Linked DNA regions of Rattus norvegicus: region 1 is linked to region 2. Evidence: chromatin contacts called from public Hi-C data. All regions are on one chromosome and are shown on one strand. Each heading gives the region's core, a stretch centred on a gene start, on an enhancer-like site or on the middle of the called end of the contact. The rest is flanking DNA. Distances are from core to core; before and after follow the strand shown.

Region 1 (3,643 bases), core at 30-2,529, 120 kb before region 2:
TTTATGCTTTGGCCAGGTAGATAATAGAATATCAAAGATGGAGATGTTTGTCATCTGAATAAGGACATCCCCACACAGGTAGGAAAAGGATTTTGATCTTTTTTAGTTATTGTACTGGGGTGACCTGAGACAATACTACAGAACACTCTTGCCTGTTGCATTTCTCTCTCTTGTCTGTTACTTGCTTATTTCTTCCTCGTACCAGATAGCTTAGGTTTACAGAAAATCCTTTGTATTTTTCGTGGCCCACCAGTCACATGAGAACGCTAGTCTTTTGGGGGGAACATTTGGGGGTTGGGGAACAAGGTAGGTGTTGCCAGACTGTCTTGGCCATCATTGGACTGACAGATGTCACAACCAGGTTGTCCTCCTGCCTAAGCAGTTGGAGGGAGCCAGGTCATTTCACCAAGCACAATCCAAGGGCACACGCACACCCAGGCAGTCCGTAAGCACGAGGCCCAGTCAATCCAGACATTCACGGCTCTCAGCAGGCATGCAGCCTCATTGGTAATCAAGGCTAAGTCATCCAGTTTGCTCATAAAAAGATGGGCTACGTCTCTTGTACCAGAGAACACTTAGGAAGAGGGGAAAGATCACTGTGTTGAAAAGTTCCACATGCCTATAGATAGCCTTATCCTTAGGACAGCTTGGTTAAAGGACTGTCAGGTCTGCTGCCTTCTTCACTGTTCCTTAGCTGTCATTCTTAGAGTTCTGTGTGTGCAAAGGATTCTGATCTTGCTGTGAAAGCATCTTCAAACATCCTCCATATTTATCCCAGAGTTCTAGAGGCACCGAAGGCTCGGGGCTTCCCAGTTAAATTAATGTTGGGGAGAAGAAACAGGGACATGTCTTTGATGGTGATGGGTTGTGAGGAAGTCTGTCCTGTTCTCCTAGAAACTCTGACTCCCAGCACAGGGCAGGTTCAGTGCCCTACTGGGCTCCGTGTGCCCTGTAGCTCTGAGGTGGGAGCAACTAGTAATGTATACTGCCCAGTCCATCCCTGCTGTGGCTCTACTTGGCCCTGGCAATGGCCTGTGAGGTCTCTGGGCTTCTGCACTGTGCGTGGGCCCTTGGGAGGAGGTGGTGGCACAGTATGGACATTCTCTCCTCACCCACATAAATCCTCAGAGGTCTCCCTCCGTGAGCTCATAAAAAAAAAGTCCTTTATCTAATTCATGGCCCAGGGAATTGAGCTCGCTGGCTAGAGGCTTTCCAAGTCATTTCTCAGCAATTCATTACACAGGGAAAAACAGGTCCTTTTTGTTCTCAGTCTTAACCTAGGAATGCAACGCCTCCTGCCAAATTGATTAACAAAACCTGTGCACAGCGCTGAGCGCCCAGGCCAGTTTCTTAAATGCGCTAAAACTTGCTGACCATTGAAATGTAAATTTTTACCTTTGGCTGGAAGTCTTCTCAGCTTGTTGGAAATATCAATGTCACTTTCAAATGTCCAGGATCACTCCAGACCAAGCAACCGCTGTGAGAGCTAAGGCTTACCATGTGGCAATCAAGAGAGATTGGCCAGATGCCTTCTATCTCCTTGGCAGAAGAGAGGGCTTTGAACAAGCAGGTCACAGATTGAGAGGCAAAGATTCCCCCTCACTGAAAGTGGCTTCGGGCTGAGCAGAGCCACCCTCACCCCGCAACCCGAGAGAGCCAGAAAGCTCAGGACCCCGTCCACAGCCATCACCGTGACTAGGACAACTGGGCCTTTTGCTCTCCAGGCTGACCCATGCACACACTCTGGACAGAGCAATTTTCAAAGGGCTCCAGAACAACACATTTTTGTGCAGCAGAGGTCTACTGAGCCATCTCAAGGAATGGTGCCACTGGATGCGAATCTCAGTGTGCTTGCGCCTTGTATACGTGTGCAGGTGTGTACGGAGACCAGATGACAACCTCGAGTGTCATTCCTTGGGCACCATCACCTTTTTAGTTTTTGATTCCTCTTGAGGCAGTCGTGGAGGATACTGTGGGCTGGACTGGCTGGACAGTAGCCCCAGGTATCAGTCTACTCCCACATCTATAATCCCACATCACTGGGATTATAAGGTCTTGCTAGCACACCTGGCTTTTTTAAAAAATAGACCCTGAAGATGAACTTGGGTCTCTGTACTTATGTGACCACGACAAGCGCTTTACTGACTACCAACTCTCTTCTCGGTATACCTTTAACAATTTATACAAAGCCACGTTTAGAAATCTGCAATGCTTACTTTATTAGACAGCTGTTGCTTGAGGCAGGCTTACCTTGTGTATCCCAGGATGGCCTCAAACTCACACTTCTCCTGCTTCAGCCTCCCAAGTGGTGGGATTAAAGGTATGTGTGCCACGACACCCGCCCTGATTTATATATTTTTATAATACATGCCTATGGGAAAACCGGAAACTCATGCCTCCACGCTCCCACTCTCACTGCCAAGGTTAGAGATGTGCTTTGGGCCTTGGATTCTCTCCAGTATCTACGCTTCTCTTGGTGAACAGTGGTCACACTTGTACTTAGTAGTTGTCACCACCGCCATTGAACATTTGGGAAATGACTGTGCTCCTGGCGCTTGCTAAGGCCCCTCCTCCCCTGTGGTGGCCCGTGTGAAGTGGCACTATTAGGAGGTGTGGCCTTGTTGGAGTAGGTGTGGCCTTGTTGGAGTGGGTGTGGTCTTGTTGGAGGAAGTGTGGTCTTGTTGGAGTGGGTGTGGACTTGTTGGAGGAGGTGTGGCCTTGTTGGAGTGGGTGTGGTCTTGTTGGAAGTGTTACATCACTGTGGGGTGGGCTTTGAAATTCCATCCAGTGTGGAAGAGTCATTTCCTCTTGGGTGCAGTTTGGTCAAGATGTAGACCTCTCAAATCCTTCTCCAGCATGTCTGCCATGCTTCCTGCCAGGATGATAATTGACTGAACCTCTGAAACTGTAAGCCAGCCCCAATTAAATGTTTGCCTTTGCAAGAGTTGCTTGGGTCATGGTGTCTCTTCACAGCAATGGAAAACCCTAGCTAAGACATCCCCACCCTCAACACACATACTTTTTGCATAGTATTCCTAAAAGATTGGTAGGTCACTGGACCCACAGTTACTGTTCATTGCAAGGGTAAATTCAGAAAGCGCATTTTGTCTAGAACCTACTAAAATCCAGGTGGCCCTAGGGTAGTTTATGTCTTTTAAAAACTTTTTAATTCTATCTTGTTTTGCATGTATATGTCTGTTGGTATGTGTGTGCATGCACACGCAAGGCTACATTTGCATGAGTGTTTTCAGGCAAGCATGTGTGTGCTATACACAGGTATATGTGGGGCAGAGGCTGTTGTCTGGTCTTTACCCCAGTTGTCCTCTACTTTGTTTACTGAGGTGAGGTCTCTAAACGAAGCTCAGAATGACTTGGTGAGTCTGGCAAACCAGCTTACCCAAAGGATCCCCTGTGCCTCCCGGGGCCACACACACAGGCCACCACTTCTGCCCAGCTTTGGCGTGGGTGCTGGGTATCCAAACTTCCTCCTTGCACGTGCGCAATGATTGTTTTACTCACTGGGCTGTCTCTTTGGACCCCCAAAGAGCTTTAAAGGCAAAGAGCTGCATGCAGAAGCACGAGTGAGAAATGCAGTGGATAGAAAAGCTTCCGGAAACCCACAATTATGTGAATTCAGTTATGT
Region 2 (3,445 bases), core at 362-2,861:
CACTGCCGTCCAAAGAAGACTTTCCACAAGGGCATATATTCTTACTCTGTTAGCTGAAGCTCTGACTGAGAATTAGTCCAAATGAGCCCTTTCAATTTCCAGAGGCTGAAGTAGAGGCAAAGAAGTTCATAGGGGCCCCACAGGCAGAGAGCTGGGGTGGCTATGGCCTGGCCCGGGAGCCTTCGGTTGTTACACTGTCTACATTGCTCTTTGGTTTTGAAACCACCTACTACTGCTGAGCCGTCATGACGCTTGGTATGCCTCTCTCCTAGCTACTGACTTTATTTCAATTATTATGTTTTCTAGTGGATCTTATAACAAAGAGAGGGCTGCATGCCCTTAACCAGACATGGACGTGCTGTGCCTCAGGTGGAGCGGTCGGTGTGGGCAGCAGTCAGTGCCTAACCAGGAAAGCAGCAACTCTTCTGCACGGTGCAGAGGGGACTTAGCACAAGCCAGAGGTCAAAGGCTACTGGGAGGATTCCTGGAGTCAAGAAGACAAAAATGCAAAATTGTTGAAAGGAGGGGAACTGTTGAATGGCTCTAGAAGACCAAAGTGGGGAATGGAGCCCCACAGCTCATGGTCACTGAGCTCTCTAGGCTCCACAGATGCTACTGCTGCCCACAGGTAGAGTAGGGTCCCAGGATATGTGCCAAGGAAAGCACGGAGGTGCTGTCTGGCAAGGAGTTGCGTTGTGGACAACCCGGGAGCACGTAGACCATGCGATCACCTTCCCTATCTCCGGGTATCACCCAGAGAATCTTCCCACGTGAGCTAGGCATGTGATAGATAGACTCCTTGTCCCAGGGGAAGAGAGGTGAGCACAGAGGACAGAGTCCTGAACTGCTTGACCACAATGTCTAGCCCTGGGAATCGGCAACTGAAAACCCCGTGAATATCTGTGTAAAAACAGGTTGCACCTGTGTTTATAAAAAGCTATCCGTCTCCCCCACCCCCACCCCCACCCCCACCTCTGCCTCTCTCCTCCATCTGCTCTCTCTCCCTCCTTCATCATATTCTATTGTGAATGGGAATGCCCACTGACCCAGACAGCGCCCTGCCTCCCCGAGGGTTGGTTAGAGGCTGGCGGCAGATAAGACAGCATCTTTGAGCTCTTCCTACTCCTTCCATGCATTGTGCTTGGTGTTGCCTTTTCTATTCCTAATTTTCCCAGGACGCCCATTCCCTTATTTAAATGACATGCAGATGCCCTTAATATTCATGAATCAGAACGCTGTTTACACTCTCCCCTTACATGTAAATTATTTGTGTAATAGGATGCTATTCCAAGTCGGAGGAGGCCCCCCCCGGCTAATGAGAGCAAGAGAATTTCCTAGCCTTTTCCTTTGCAGCTGAGACTTGGTCGAGGTGTCTTCATTTAATTGGATCAAGGAATGTTAATAAGTGCTTTGTCAGAGCGAAACATATGAATCCATAGCTCATAGTTTAGTTTTGTTTTGTTTTTTGTTTTTTTCCCACAGATCTTTCTGAGGGAGGAAAACTAGTTTCATTCATTCAGCTAAATTTATGCACGGTTAACAGAGAATCAGGTGCTGAGTCAACAGAAGAGAACAACAGAGCCCCTGTTCTCAAGAGGCTTGTCACCTGGAAAGGGCTGACAGATGAACAGTGTTGGGCACGAAGTACCTGCCCAGGGTGGGAGGGAAGAACACAGAAAGAATGTCACATTAACATGGGGACTCTGGGAAGGGTTCCAAGAGAAGGCAGGCTCTGGATGGATTTGCAAACAAGTCTGAGGAGGAGAGGAGAGGGAGAGGGAGAGGGAGAGGGAGAGGGAGAGGGCTTTCAACCCCAGGTCTCCAGCACAGGGATGGTCATGGGTCAGGTTTCAAGAAAAGTGTGGAAATAACATATGCCAAAGAGTTGCTTTCATTGGTGACCTGGGACCATGGAGACCTTCCCTGAACCGGGCTGTCTCCCAGAGAACTTTCCCATGTTGTTCACTGACACCCTAGTAGTTCATGAAATGAATGTTTGATGCCTAGTGGTACAAAGAAATCATGACAATTCTTCAAGGCAGGCATTCTGGAAGAGATATCCCCTGGCTGGGGGTTAGGGGGAGGCTGGAGCATTAACAGTTATGGGCTTAGCTCCCCCTGTTGTTGGGGGTCTGTAATCAATCTCTGTGATCATATTTCCTTAGGCAGAAGAACTGAAACAAACGTGGTTCTTACTAGTGAGTCTTAGTCCTTAAGTATCTCCTCTCCCACTGAGGAAGAAGAATTTTTTTTTTCCTGGCAGACTAAACTGTCCATCAAACCCAATGCCTTGTGCCTTTATGGAAGTCACACCCTTAAACTACTGAATTATTCTCCAATCTCCCACAAGCATCTTGGTTTACCATACACTTCAGGAGCCTTAATGAGAGGACAGCGCCACCTCCCTAGGCTCCCTGTTTGCTGTTTTCTGTGTCATCTGTCACATCTGAGCAACACTGAGGTGGTCAGTGAGGGATTCTGAGCCTTCAGCAGCACAACTAAATTGAGAAGTAGCTTACACAACGGAAAATTTGCTCTCTGAGTAAACGTCCGCCAGACCATCCTTCACCTTCCCTCTGAAACCTTTATGAGAAGCAGAATGAGCAGCACTTGAAAGTGGAGAGAATTCCCCAACAGGGTTTCCAGGGAGTTGCTTGCCAGGAGTGGCAGGGAGGGAGGGGGGGATTGGAGAGACAGTTATAAGGAGAGAGAAGGAGAAAGGGGAGGGGGAAATACTAGAAGGTGGGAAAGTGGGCGGGGGAGGAAGAGAGAGAAAGAGAGGAGAGGGAGGGAAATAAGACAGCAAAAAGTAAAGAGGGTGGGGAGGAGGAGGGAGAAAGAGAGGGTGGGAGAAAGAACTAAAGGAAAAGAAGGGAGGGGGAAGAGAAGAAGGAGGAGCTAAGAGGGAAGAGGGGATAGGGAAAGTGTAGCGAACACAGAGAAGAAAATCGGGGGAGGGGAAGAGGAAAGAAAGGGGAGAGAGGGGACGTGAGGAAAGGAAGGAAGAAAGAGTTGTTGAGGGGCCGGTGCTCTGTGGCAAGGCTCAGGCCTAGCTAACAGCAGGCTTGAAATATCCATGAGAGAATTCATCACGTTCCCAGGTCTGGAAGTCTCCAGAAAAAGATGAGTGATGGAGTGTGGGGGGGGGGGTGTCAGCGCTCAGGCTTGCGCCCCAGGCTAAACCGAAGGCCGGTTTTTATAGTTCTGCCACAGTTTCCCATTATGGACAGCCCCCAAAGGCTCCGGTATTGGGCGCAATTTTTCAGAGAGGAGTGCAGTAACTCAGTTGGCATCCACCAGGGTCTTGTGGCGAGCCGAGTAAAGCCTGTTTTCTGTTCCTGTGACAAAGCAGTGACTCTCTCGCACCCGTAACACTCAGCCTCCAGCCCTGTCAGATAGGAGAGCCATTTCTAGGAGCAGCTTGCTAGAAAGAGGCAGGTGTTAA

What was found. A called contact is a pair of places that touch in the nucleus more often than the background predicts.
Region 1: a Hi-C map of Schwann cells shows a contact between it and region 2, with 3 times the contacts expected there. The contact joins two enhancer-like sites. A contact is called at or near these places in 2 of 12 Hi-C or Micro-C datasets (Schwann cells and kidney).

The regions. Positions count from the first base shown.
Region 1 is chr15:23,766,312-23,769,954 of GRCr8, reverse strand. No RefSeq gene overlaps it. Among named protein-coding and RNA genes, the nearest start is that of Peli2, 100 kb to the left of the region's middle. Within about 2 kb of position 1,279, at least 10 of the 93 cell types and tissues checked have an H3K27ac peak or open chromatin away from gene starts, as enhancers often do. A contact at or near this core is called in Schwann cells, where this site is marked.
Region 2 is chr15:23,649,082-23,652,526 of GRCr8, reverse strand. No RefSeq gene overlaps it. Among named protein-coding and RNA genes, the nearest start is that of Peli2, 220 kb to the left of the region's middle. Within about 2 kb of position 1,611, at least 2 of the 93 cell types and tissues checked have an H3K27ac peak or open chromatin away from gene starts, as enhancers often do. A contact at or near this core is called in Schwann cells, where this site is marked.